2 separate regions of the Mus musculus genome follow, and region 2 is linked to region 1. The links are chromatin contacts, called in public Hi-C maps. All regions are on one chromosome and are shown on one strand. Each heading gives the region's core, a stretch centred on a gene start, on an enhancer-like site or on the middle of the called end of the contact. The rest is flanking DNA. Distances are from core to core; before and after follow the strand shown. Region 1 has its middle 200 kb from the start of 4930584F24Rik. Region 2 has its middle 250 kb from the start of Dpp6.

Region 1 (6,174 bases), core at 1,076-3,575:
ACAGCCAAAGACTCATACTTTGAGAGTGGTTGGGACAGGAGGTGCCAGAAATCTTAACAGGCTTGTAACGGAAGCAGTTTGAGAATAGACTAAAGGGAGTGGGCTAAGAGCCAAGAGACTGATTAGGGGCCCAGGACAAGCTGCTGGTGACTCAGGCAGCAGCCAATGCAGGAGTGAATGAAATAGGAGATAAAGGCGGCAAGGACTTCCTTAGGGGTGAGTGAGTGCACTTTTACATTGTGTTCCCCAGGAAGCAGGAGACAAGGGATGCGGGGGTGAAAACCTAGGAGTTGACTACTGTGCAAGAATGTGAAGTAGGACTAATGTCCATGGCCACTGGTGACCTTCTGTTTGTCCATCATGACCTCTGACCATCTATTTGACACATTCCCTCATCTGGACCCAGCCCCCTCCCTTCCCAACACCTGCAGCTAGAATGAACTCTACAGCATCTTCTCAGCCCTGTGACAGTCGCCTGCTACTGGTATCTTTTCTTCTACCTGCAGGTCCGTCCTCTATCTCATCAAGAGACTCCATTTACAGTTCTATATGGCAAATTCTGAAGCCTCTTGAGTTCTACTCTACTATCTTTAACACTTTGAAGCCATTCTGTAACCCACAATATACATATGTACAGATATAGTTACTACATAGTATATGATGCTAGTTATATTAATTATTAAGGTTGGAATAAAAGAAGCTCTGTCCACCTTGGCAGGGTGACCAAGAAGGCAGAATTGCCTGGTAAATGGCTGCCTTTGAAACCAGCATGCTGTGGAGAGAATCTGTTGCTATTCAATAGGTTCTGACCTTGTGGGCAGACACGAATACTCCTCTGTCCCTTACATAGCAGTCTCATAAGGGAAATTGCTCAAAATGACAGGTTAGAATCAGAATCAGAGTCTGAACCCACATTCTCAAGATCTAAGGCTTCCAGTCTGTTCTTGAGCAGAGCCTTTCTCCTTGGCTGTCTTTGTAAAGAGCACACAGAAGACTAGAGCAGGTGATACTGCTGCTGCAGCCCCATGTCTCCCAAGGAAGCCACTCTGCTATGGAAGCATTGCCATTGCTAGGGTTTGTACTTTAAGCTTCACAGATACACCTAGGACATTTTCAATGTTACTAGTTAATTGTAAAAGTGATCTTTTCTTGAGCTGCCTTGTTGGATCCGTCAATAACCAATAACATACATACCCAACAGGCTTGAGGATCAGAGTTCAAATCCCCAGCACTCATATAAAAGTATACCTGTCATCCCAGCACTGAGAAAGTAGAGATAACTGATGTGCTGGTGAGGCATCCTGGCCTAAGTGTAAACTCCAGGTACAGGGAGAGACCCCATCTCAAAAAGTAAGGTGGGCAGGGTGTGGGAGTAAAAGCACAGCCTGCCCAGGCAGAGGACCTGGGCTCAGTTCCCAGTACCATGTTAGGCGGCTTACAAAATTCTGTAACTGAAGCTCCAGAGGATGCAGTGCCCTCTTCTGGCCTCAGCAGGCATTGAACACATATGAACCCAACCACACACAGACATGTAAATAAGAACAAAGTAAGTCTTAAAACTGGGAAGAGAAATTTGCTGCATGTCTTCTGTCAGATCTGCAGAGGAAGCAGTTGCCTGAACATTCTGGCAAAGAGCAGGTGATCCATCTAAAATCTAAAATGAACCAGAGACCATGGGAAAATGCTTAACACCAAGACTGCTTCTGATCTCTGGGCATTACAGTCCACAGCAGGGCAAGCTATGAAACTCACACTTCATTTCTGTTTTTGTTGTGTTTTGTTTTGTTTGTCTTGTCTTTGTCCGAGTTGACACTACAGAAGCACCAAGCTGCTGATAACTATTGAATACCTTAGGAACCAAGGGTCATGGTATTTGGAAAACACAGCATAGCTACAAATAATTTTCATTTTTATAGGATTTAAACACTTTTTATTGTTTCTGAGAATGAACTAACCTTAGACCTATCAGCCACTCTCTGACCAATGCTTTCACTTCCTTAATGCAAGAAGAAAAACATTCTGAAAAATATATGAGCAGATATGGTTTTCTGCATATTTAAAATGAAATTGCTCAATCCATCAAGATATTTTCCCTAAGAGAACTGATTGGAAAGGGTGGCGTGTGTCTCTTGCTTTTGAGAGAAGCCTGAGTGATACTGTAAATCGACTCTCATTTTCTGAGCTGTCTGTTTGGAAGGAAGTTTTCATTACTTCCTCTGATATGCTCTGGTGACTTTCCATTCTGTAGGATTCTCTCCCTTACCCATCGACCCAGTGCCCCTTCTCCACATGTCTTTTGCATATGACTTAGTAGCACGCACGCCTGCTGTTTCTCCCCAGGTGGTGTTCTTGACACACTGGAGCTGTTCCGTCTGACTATTGTGATGCTGACAGTAGGGTGACTTACTGGAATTTCCCATCCTCCCCTATGCCTAAATAGAAACAAAGTATTTCCATTTTGAAATATACCACAAGGGCTAGAGAGATGGCTCAGCAGTTAAGAACACTTGCTGCTCTTCTAGAGGAGCAGAGTATGATTTCTAGTACATATGGCAGGCAGCATACAACTTCCTGTAACTCCAGCTCCAGGAGACCCAATGGCCCTCTTCTAGCCTGTGCATCTTCACACGCATGGCTATATTCATGCATATTCATAAATATACATAAATAAAGTACATAATTAAGAGTATAAAATCTCCAATGAGAGGCCCACCAAAATGGTACAGTGTGTATAGGTACATCCATATTCCTGCAGGTTGTCCTCTCAGCTCTACATGCTCAGCATGGCATACATACTCTCACAAATGCTAACAAAAGTTAATGAAATACAATACACTTTTTTTCCAATTTCCAAATTAGGACATGAAATTGTGAAAGGCATCTTTATAACCTTAGTACCCACTTTACTTGCCTCCATGCATGAACTTAAAATCAGTAGAATTCCTGAAATATCGCTTTGTAAGCCTAAATATCCATATTCAGTAACATGTTAATACGCAAGTGTCTACTTAAAAAATGACAATATGAGTTTGAATATTAAGCGAAGTTAGGAGTAAGACAGTGAGCAAAAGGAGTCCAGATAGAAAAATTCTTGTAGAAAGATGATGGACAGCTGCTGTAAGGAGACCCACACCCACCTCAACCCATGACCAAACTGGGACAACCTGAGAAAGATAGTATATGCTGTGACTCTCGGTCATAACCAAAATTATACATAAACCTTTATAAATCCTTTCTGAGAAAAATGAAGGACTGAATAAAGGACTGAATTGAGGAAGAGGAGGAATTCTTCCTGGAAGAAGAATTACAATTAGTAAGGAAGGAGTGACAGGGACAGAAAAGTAGCCACTAGGGACCTGGACTGCTCAGTGCTGTAGGCCTCCTCCTGTGCACATGGAAATGAGAGAGGAGAAGCTTAAGGTGAAAGAATGCAGGCATAACTGTAGGATGTGTCAAGGAAGTGTTTACTAAGGGATGGAGAAACCTCTCAGTCGCAAGTACTTGTTCTGCGGCATAAGAATTGAGTTTGCATTCCAGGCATTTTGGTGCCCAGTTATAATCCCAACCCTAGAAAAGAGACAGGACCTTTGGGATCCACTGGCCAGCCTAGTTTATTTACTTAGCTAGTTCTAAATTCAATAAGAAGCCCTGTCATAAAAATCAAGATACACAGCTCCTCATAAAAGAACACTTGAGGTTGACTTCTGGCTCTACATACAAGCACAAAATGTGCATGCATGCTTACATGCACACACAAGAGCCTGAACACTTAAGTAAGCACCTGAGCCCGCATTATCATTCCCCACCCCCACATACCTATTAATTACAAAGCAAGCAACCCCAACGAAAGCTCTCTAACACAGTGACCCCTACAGCTACTTACTCAACAAAGAGACAGTGTTGTGATCACCACAAAGACAAGGCACTGTTTTTAAACATCAGTAACTCAGGTGAGTCTTATGACTTTAAGCCTATGGCTTTATCTTGCAGTGAAAGGGCCATTGTCCAAGGCCAGGGTGTGCTTATGTTTGGAGTGGTCTTGCCTTCGCAGTGTGACATTGATTTGTTTGTAATCAATTTCATCTGAAATCTTTATACACCTGACTTTTCCACTTACGTCTCCAAGTTCAAACCTGTCAGTGTGAATACTCTTTGCTTTATTTCCTTATTTTCATAGCTTCCCTTTGCTGACTAACAAATCATCCCGGAACTCAGAGGCTTAAAACATCAGTGAACACCAACTCCTGTGATTCTCATGGCTCCATGTTTAGGTCTTCCATAAAGTGGTGATCAAGTTGTCTTCTGGACAAGAAGATCTGAAACTCCCTTGGGACTGGCAAGTTGACTTCTACAATGACCAGGTTGTACATATGCATGACAGATGGAGCTGGTGCTGGGAGAGTTCACATCTCCACAGTGAGGCTTGAGCGAGTTCATGAGAAGGCTACCATGTCACATACCCGGAATGTCATAGATCTGAAAGCCAGGCCAAAGGTATTGTGCTATCATCAGGCCCAATAGGAGCCTCCTGCTCAGAAGTCATGTCCTGCCTGCTCATCTTCCTATTGTTGACAATCCATTCTATTTATTCTTGCAAAGCTCAGAGTTGCCTCAGCAATAGTAGATCAGAGGCAGCTTGGATTCAGCAGGAGTTTCTGGGACTGGGATGTCTCTACACTTGGCTTCTCAAGGGGGCCTGCTAATGGTCATGGTGCTTCTAGTATGGCAAGGGAGATGAAGATGTTAACAACACCTCTTACTAACTGTTCTTGTCTGATATTTCATCTGCATTGTTTTAGCCTAGTTGTTTCCATGACCACCTCTAAGTAGCTTTCTAATGTTCACTATCTGCTGTAATCAGAAGCACCAAAAGTGCTTTGATCAGACACTGATCCCATCCAATTTTACATTTCTAAGACATTTTTAGTTGCTGCTTATGGTACCTTTTCTGAACCTTTGAACTTGGATCTTAGTAATGAGAATTCTGTTTGGGGGCAGTGTCTTAGTCAGGGTTTGTCTTCCTGCACAAAACATCATAACTGAGAAGCAAGTTGGGGGAGGAAATTATTCAGCTTACACTTTCACTTTGCTCTTCATCACAAAGGAAGTCAGGACTGGAACTCACACAAGGTAGGAACTTGGAGGCAGGAGCTGAGGTAGCGGCCATGAGGGGCGTGCTTCCCTTGGCTTGCTCAGCTTGTTTTCTTATTGAACCAAGGCTACAAGCACAGGGATGGCACCATCCACAATGGGCTGGGCCTTCCCGCCTTGATCACTAATTGAGAAAATGCCTTGCAGCTGGATCTCATGGAGGCATTTCTTCAAGGCTCCTTTCTCTGTAATAAGTCTAGTTGTGTCAAATTGACCCACAAAACCAGCCAATACAACTAACCACTTGTCAACTTGACACACAAACATAGCCTTTACTTTCTTATTCATCCCTAAGATAAAAATAACTTTAGAAGTCCCACAGCTTAACAAATTCTTATATATTAAAATTGTATTCACTTTAAAATATCCAATCTCTTCTGAAATTCAGCTTGTTTTCTTATTGAACCAAGGCTACAAGCACAGGGATGGCACCATCCACAATGGGCTGGGCCTTCCCCCCTTGATCACTAATTAACTTGATCACTAATTAGTCTTTTAACTGTGGGCTCCACTAAAATACTTTTTATTTCAAGAGGGAAAATATCAGGTCACAGTCATAATAAAAATTGAAATCAAACTCTAACTACCCAGTGTCTGGGATCCACTCACAATCTTCTTAGCTCCTCCAAGGGCTTGGGTCACTTCTTCAGTCTCTCCTTTATAGCACATACCTTGTCTTCTAAGCTCTAGCTGCCTATACTCCACTGATGCTGCTGTTCTTCATGGTCATCTCATGGTACGGCTGTCTTCTGCTACAACTGGACTGCACTTTCACAAATAGCCTCTCATAGGCTCTTTTCATGGTGTTAAGCCTCTGCATGACTCCTTCAGTCCTGGGCCTTCAACTGCCACTGAGACTGCACCTTCGCCAATGGCCTCTCCTGGCTTCTCACAGTGCCAAACATCAGCTACTTCATGTTTCAAATTAGTACCATCTGGGTGACTCGTATACATTACCAAATTTGGCTTCCAACACAAGGTACAACTGTGGCTGCTTCTGGAACACAGCTTCTCTGTGCTCTC
Region 2 (6,557 bases), core at 1-2,500, 110 kb after region 1:
GATTGGTTTCTCACTCAACTGAGAACTTGCCCTTTGGCTGGGCAGAGTGACCAGGAAGCTCACTGGATCCTGCTATCTCCACCCACCAATGTTGGGGTTATAAACACATGCAGTCACACTCAGATCTTTTGTGTATTAGGGATTCAAACTCAGCTGCATGTGTTTGCAGGGCAAGCACCCTTCCCTGCCAAGCCATCTTTCTAGCCCCACATATTGTTTTAAAATATAAAGTTCTTGACAAGTATTTCAGTCCATGGATTTTCAAAGTTAATTTATAGATTCTCATGGGAAACTTTTACTGGACAGTATTATCCACCCTTGCAAATCAAAGTGATGATTACAAGTCTCTTGTGATACACAAAAGCAGACCTGCTGGTTCTTGTGGCAGCTGTCACATCACCATGCTTTGGTGGCAGGTGTCACCATGCTACTCTCTGCTCCCAGTGCCTCAGCTCACACAGTTCTGTGTGTGGCTTTCCCCTGCTGATCATGGCCAGTAGCATCCTTTAACACAGTGCTGGAGAATTCACTGGTTGTTAATATTAGAAAATCCAGGGCAAAAATGTGTAGTCAACTATCTCCTGGGTGCTCACATCTCAACACCCAGAACAAAGCCAAAGTGGTTCTGAAGCTGCAGATACAGTTAGGGAATAATTGGGTCTAGATAACACAAAGGATGCATTCCCTACCTGCTAAGACATACTGGCTCCGAGCCCCATTCCTGCCTCTCAAGCATGTGACAAAAATTTGAACTTTCACAGTCAATCACTCAGCCTGCTTTTTCTCTGCTTAACTGTTTGCTTTACTAAGACCAAACTAATTTACCAAAACAGGCTGTGAATTCTTTCTTTACATTGTTACTTACACAGGGCTGATGGACTGGGATACTAGAAACATTCCTCGTAGGTTCTCAAAGAAGAAAGAATGTCTCTGTTGCCCGAAGGAACTTCCACCTAGCCCCAGTCAGCATTAATCCTGCTGTCTCTGGCATGATCATGCAATGGTCTACAGCATGTGACAACATCCAAGTTCACCTGCTCACAGCTTGTCAACCACATCACAGACTTGGGAGGGACCCATATGGCTCTACTCCTCTGGCTGGTCTACTGATACGCTACTGATGGGTCCTGGGGTAGGGCCAGTCATTGTCTTCCGTTATTTACCTGCTTCTGAATCCACCAGACTCCAGTGGATAGTTACAATCCTGTGGGCACCAACAGCCCTGGCTAAAGTCATTGAATCACAGAAGAGAACAAACAGGCATGGATGTGGGGGAATTGTTATGCAAAAAGGAAACTCAGCCAGGCTGGGAGTGGGGGATGAGAGAGAGAGAGAGAGGCTGATAGTAATAAGAATTCATTACAAATATGTATAAAAATTGTCAACAAATTTAATAAGACATAAAATGGTGAATCTAAATATATATCTAACTTTGGAACACTGCAAACAGTGGTTTAATATATTTTCTGAAGAGTTTGAAATAAATAAAGGTCATATAATTAGAAAGCTAGAGTTTGTTTCGGCTGACATGAATCAAAAATCTGGAGCTGGGTGGTGGGATGATTGCACAACATGGAGAATTCATGCAGGGCTGCTAAATTCTCATTTAAATGTTAATTAAGTAGCAAATTGATAGTCAATATTACTCAGAAACAACTTTTCCTTAGGTAGGTAAATTTTATTTATGCTATTGGTTCACTTACTCAAACCCTTCTTCACAGAGAAAGCAAAAGTGAACCACTCCAGGTTTTTTGCCAAACAAATAAGGTTCTACCAAAATATTGTACATACTTTTTTCTTTTGCTGCTATGATTAGATGTTTTGACAAAAAGCTACACAAGGGTGAAAGGTTTTATCCTGGTTTGGTTCTAGGTACAGTCCATCATGTTGGGAAGTTGAGGCATCAGGAGCTTGAATCTTACATCATATCCAGTCAGGAAGCAGAGAGCCAGCCAATGTCAGCTGTTGCCCAGCTTGGTTCTCCACTTATATGTTGATAATCTCAGACAGAGGATAGTGCTGCCCATAGTGGACAAGTTCTGCTATCTCAGTTAATACAATCAAGATAACCCCCATATGTATATTCAAAGGGCCATCTTTCAGGCGATTTTAGTTTCCATGCAGTTGATAGTAAACACTACTCAGCACACCAACAATTCAGAAGCCATCAATCATCTGAGTCCCAGTAGTTCCATTAACATCAACAACATTTTGAAAGGATCTTAATGACTTAATTATTTTATTTATAAAATGTAGCAATTCATTAATTTTACATAAATTATGCTTTCCTGTATGGAGAAAAAGAATAGAGAGGGAGAGAGAGAGAGAGAGAGAGAGGGAGAGAGAGAGAGAGAGAAAGAGAGAGAACTTTCCATGTTGCTACATTATGTTACTTCAGATCTTCCACTGTAAATGGAGTCAGCCATAATTTTAAACAACCGTGTGTGTGTGTGTGTGTGTGTGTGTGTGTGTGTGTGTTGACCCTTCTTTTAGGGAATGAGAATCATGGAGTCCATGGGTCTGTTTATATTGAAACATTCAGGTCTCAGAGATTGTATCTGAAGGCACAATGGGAAAACACTAGAATAGATGCAGGCCTCTGTTCCAAACTGAGGAGCAAAGTTCCTAAAATAGGGAGCCAAGGGCAGGGAAAGGTTATAAGTCTGGCAGGCTACATTGATTAGCATATATCAGAAACTTAGAAAGGGGGCAGATGAGGAAAGCCCACTAAGGAAACAATGGCAATCTTATGCTGAATTCAATCAGCTGGTTTCAGACACTCAAGTCGTTGCCCAGTTGTAGATTGTCCCATATGAAGCTTTAATAGAGCTTAGAAACAACAGTAACATGGAGTACTAAGCTTGAATAATCATCTCAGAGGTATTCTGGTCTTATGAACTCTCACACCATTTAAAAAATCCCAAGCTTTTTGTATTCTGCTGGTACATATGTTTCCAATTAAGTTCTAGGAACCAGTTTCAGAGGCCTGCCAACTACACATCTAGGAAGACACAACACCCTCACTCCTGGTACCGATTGTGTTAGTCAGACTTTTTACCATTATGAACAATGCCTGAGAAGCAATTAAAAAGAAGGAAAGACTTATTTCGGTACCTGATGTGATAGGGTTAAGTTTACAACCACTGGTCTTTTTCTTCTGGGCTTGGTGATACAGAAAAGCTTAGACGATTGGCATATTGGATCAGACTAGAAGCAGTGAAAAGAAACAGGAAGGACTCAGACCAAGGCATGGCCCCCAATGATATATTCTTCTGTTATCTACTGCTTCTAGCCAAGTACCACTTATTAAAAGTTTCCCAGTACCTGCAAAATAATTCCATCAATAGGAGACCAATTTATGAGAGTTTGGGGGGACATTGCAAATCCAGCTGTATGTCTTCCACACATATCACAGATCTCCTAATGTCAAGCAAATTCACATTATTTTATAAAGAATAACTAGCACTCTATCAGGAGATAATACACACTAAGTGAAGACGTGTGTGTGTGTGTGTGTGTGTGTGTGTGTACACGTGCAGGTGTGGTGTGTGTGTGTGTCTATGTGCAGGGGTGGTGTGTGTGTGTGTGTGTGTGTGTGTGTGTGTGTGTGTGTGTGTTTGGGTTAATAAAATACCAGTGCCTTCATCTTTGAAATGTCTAGAAGTTTATAAACGCACTTTGAAAGCAGTTGTGTATATGAGGGTACTAGATCCAGGTCTCACAATGCCAAGACATACATATCCATAGATCTACTACCTAGGGAATTTCAATTCACTGGCTTAAAAATATGCTTGCTGCCAATCTTGGACTGAGCACAGGACCCCTAGTGGAGGAGTTAGGGGAAGGGCAGGAGGAGCTGAAGGGGTTTGCAGCCCCATAGGAAGAAAAACAATATCAACCAACTGAACCTCCCACAGCTCCCATGGACTAAACCACCACCCAAAGGCTACACATGAAGGGACCTATGGCTGCAGCTGCATATGGAGCAGAGTTTTGCCTTATCTGGCATCAATGGGACGGGAGGCCCTTGGTCCTGTGATTGCTCCATGTCCTAGTGTAGGGGAATGCTAGGGTGGTGGGGCAGGAGTGGGTGGGTGGGTGGGTGGGTGGGAGAGCACCCTGACAGAAGCAGGGAAGCAGGGAGATGGGAGGGGGGCTTCCGAAGGGGAAACTGGGAAGGGGGACAACATTCGAAAAGTAAATAAATAAAAAACAAAAAATACTACTCCAAATTGAAAGCTCAAAATTTTTTGTGCTGTTTGCAATGGTTTCTTTTTAATTGGAGGGCAATTAAGGTCATAATATTTATTTAAAGTATCTGTGCCCTTACTAAGAGATAGGCAGGCTCCTCTCATTTTCCAGATGAAATAGAAGTTTTCTGAACTGCAGATTATATGAGGATCCTTCTATTTATTTATAATTGCTATAGGTTTTGTAAAACTAAATTAAGGCTGTGATTGTTAGCCTGTTCCATGCAATATGCCTTATTCCAGAGTTCTCTATAAAGATAAATAGAGAAATGTTGCATATAACTATCAAGACTGGTCAGGATTGCCCCGGGGAAGCAGGAAATACAATATACAGCTCTTCTCTCTTTAGAAAACAGGCATGACACAGGATTTGGCATAAGCAGACTTGATTATGGGTATTCTTGTGTGAGGAAATGAGGGAGGTCTCATGTAGTGTAAACTGGACCCGAGTGAAGGGGCATGGTGAAAAGCCTGGGTTCCTGGAAGATATAAGGAAGCTCTTTAGAGAATCTTCACACCATGGTTAGATATACACAAGGACCAGCATCACCTAGTAGGCCAACAGGAGGATACTTGCCACCATCTATGACAGACTTGGAGAAAGATGGGGTGACATCAAATCTAAATCCTAGGTTCAAGCACAAAACCTAAGAGGGACAGAGGCAGCAGCTGGCTTGTGAGGAGTGGACTCTGCCAGGGCTTTCCCACATATACCACCTGAGATAGATAACTCAAGGCCAATCAATGCTGCCAGGGCTTTCCCACATATACCACGTGAGATAGATAACTCAAGTACAACTAACATTGCCAGGGCTTTCCCACATATACCACCTGAGATAGATAACTCAAGGCCAATCAATGCTGCCAGGGCTTTCCCACATATACCATGTGAGATAGATAACTCAAGTACAACTAACATTGCCAGGGCTTTCCCACATATACCATGTGAGATAGATAACTCAAGTACAACCAAGAGCAAGGATGGTGTTGGCTAAGTTACCAGTGGACACTGAGACCACAAAAGACAAGTGGTTACATGTACCCTAAAGCTACCTTGCCTTGGGCTCAAGATAGGGTCATTTACCTAGGGTTGCCAGCAGGGACATGAACTTGGCCACCCAGGGGCAGGTGTAACCTCCTGAGAATACAGGAAAAACCCTCAGGCCATCACCTGACCCAACCTGCTTATAGGTGAAAAATCAGACTGGCAAACTCAAAAGACTTATTGCCATGAAGATTTGCATAGAGCATCAGAAATGTCCACTGAAAAGTACTAGACAAAAGGAAACATGGGTGTTCACATGATACTCCCTGGGAGTTCTCCCTTTAGCAGGTCATTCCAAATGATCTCTTTATGACAAAGCCCAGGCAGGGTTTGCCATATGTGGATGCTTTAACACAATACAGATGTCTTGTCAGCAAAGCACAGGAGCCCCAAGAGAACACTACTGTTGACTCCAAAGAACTATGTTCTTCCTCCTGCTTCCCACCAGAGATTCTAAAAGATTCTCAGGAAATTTTTTTTTTCTGAGCTCCACAACCAGTCTCTCTTTATGAGATACACTGAGAAAATCACTTCAAAGTTAATTAGTTAGATTGTCAAGTGAGAAGGTTTAATGGCCCTAAAGTTAAGGAAATCAGGTACAGAAGCATTAGGCGTCACAAAAGAGCAGAGTCAGCATTGCCAGAAGGGGCTGAGGAAGTTGGTGTGGGATGTGCTCTAAAGACAGGTGATGGGTACATGATGGGAATCGTCTACTGATGAAAGATTCTGCAGAACAGAGTGGCTAATGCGGCCTCTGACTGGTGGCATTGCTTGCCAAAGGCCATCTCAGACTCTGGCACAAGTAGCATGAAGCAGTATGATCAGCTAGGGCTTAATGACAGCAAAGAGACCAAGTGGTTCACTAGGGCTTAGAGGGCAGGGCATCCATAGCCATATCCACCAGTCACAGGACTTCAGAGTGCAGAATTCCACACTCTGTCTAGACAATGGCTATTTTCTCTTGGAGTTATTCTATTAGGTCATAGTGCAGAATTCAATGAGATTCTTGGGTAACAAATGCGTGCTTGGTGTGAGGGATCTGTAGGACACTCAGTCTCCATGGAGTGCCCATGGTATAGTCAGGCCATGTTCAATGGACATGTCTGCATTCTAATGATCTTAGACATAGTAAGAATACAGGGTAAGAAAACTGTCATTGCTCTGAGTGCATTTGTCTCAGTCCTGATTCCAGATTGATAAGAAAGTATGATCTGGATTAAACTCCATCTGCTTTACTTTCAGTTCTAGAGATGAAGGTGAGA

The links. Hi-C and Micro-C count contacts between places; a contact is called where the count stands out from the background.
Region 2: a Hi-C map of embryonic stem cells shows a contact between it and region 1, with 2.6 times the contacts expected there. The contact joins two enhancer-like sites. A contact is called at or near these places in 3 of 39 promoter capture datasets (all in embryonic stem cells), 9 of 484 Hi-C or Micro-C datasets (differentiating embryonic stem cells and embryonic stem cells), 3 of 115 datasets of contacts at active chromatin or transcription factors (all in embryonic stem cells) and 3 of 9 other capture datasets (adipose tissue, embryonic stem cells and liver).

Annotation. Positions count from the first base shown.
Region 1 is chr5:26,689,881-26,696,054 of GRCm38.p6, forward strand. No RefSeq gene overlaps it. Among named protein-coding and RNA genes, the nearest start is that of 4930584F24Rik, 200 kb to the left of the region's middle. Within about 2 kb of position 2,326, at least 6 of the 459 cell types and tissues checked have an H3K27ac peak or open chromatin away from gene starts, as enhancers often do. A contact at or near this core is called in embryonic stem cells, where this site is marked.
Region 2 is chr5:26,799,356-26,805,912 of GRCm38.p6, forward strand. No RefSeq gene overlaps it. Among named protein-coding and RNA genes, the nearest start is that of Dpp6, 250 kb to the right of the region's middle. Within about 2 kb of position 1,251, at least 3 of the 459 cell types and tissues checked have an H3K27ac peak or open chromatin away from gene starts, as enhancers often do. A contact at or near this core is called in embryonic stem cells, where this site is marked.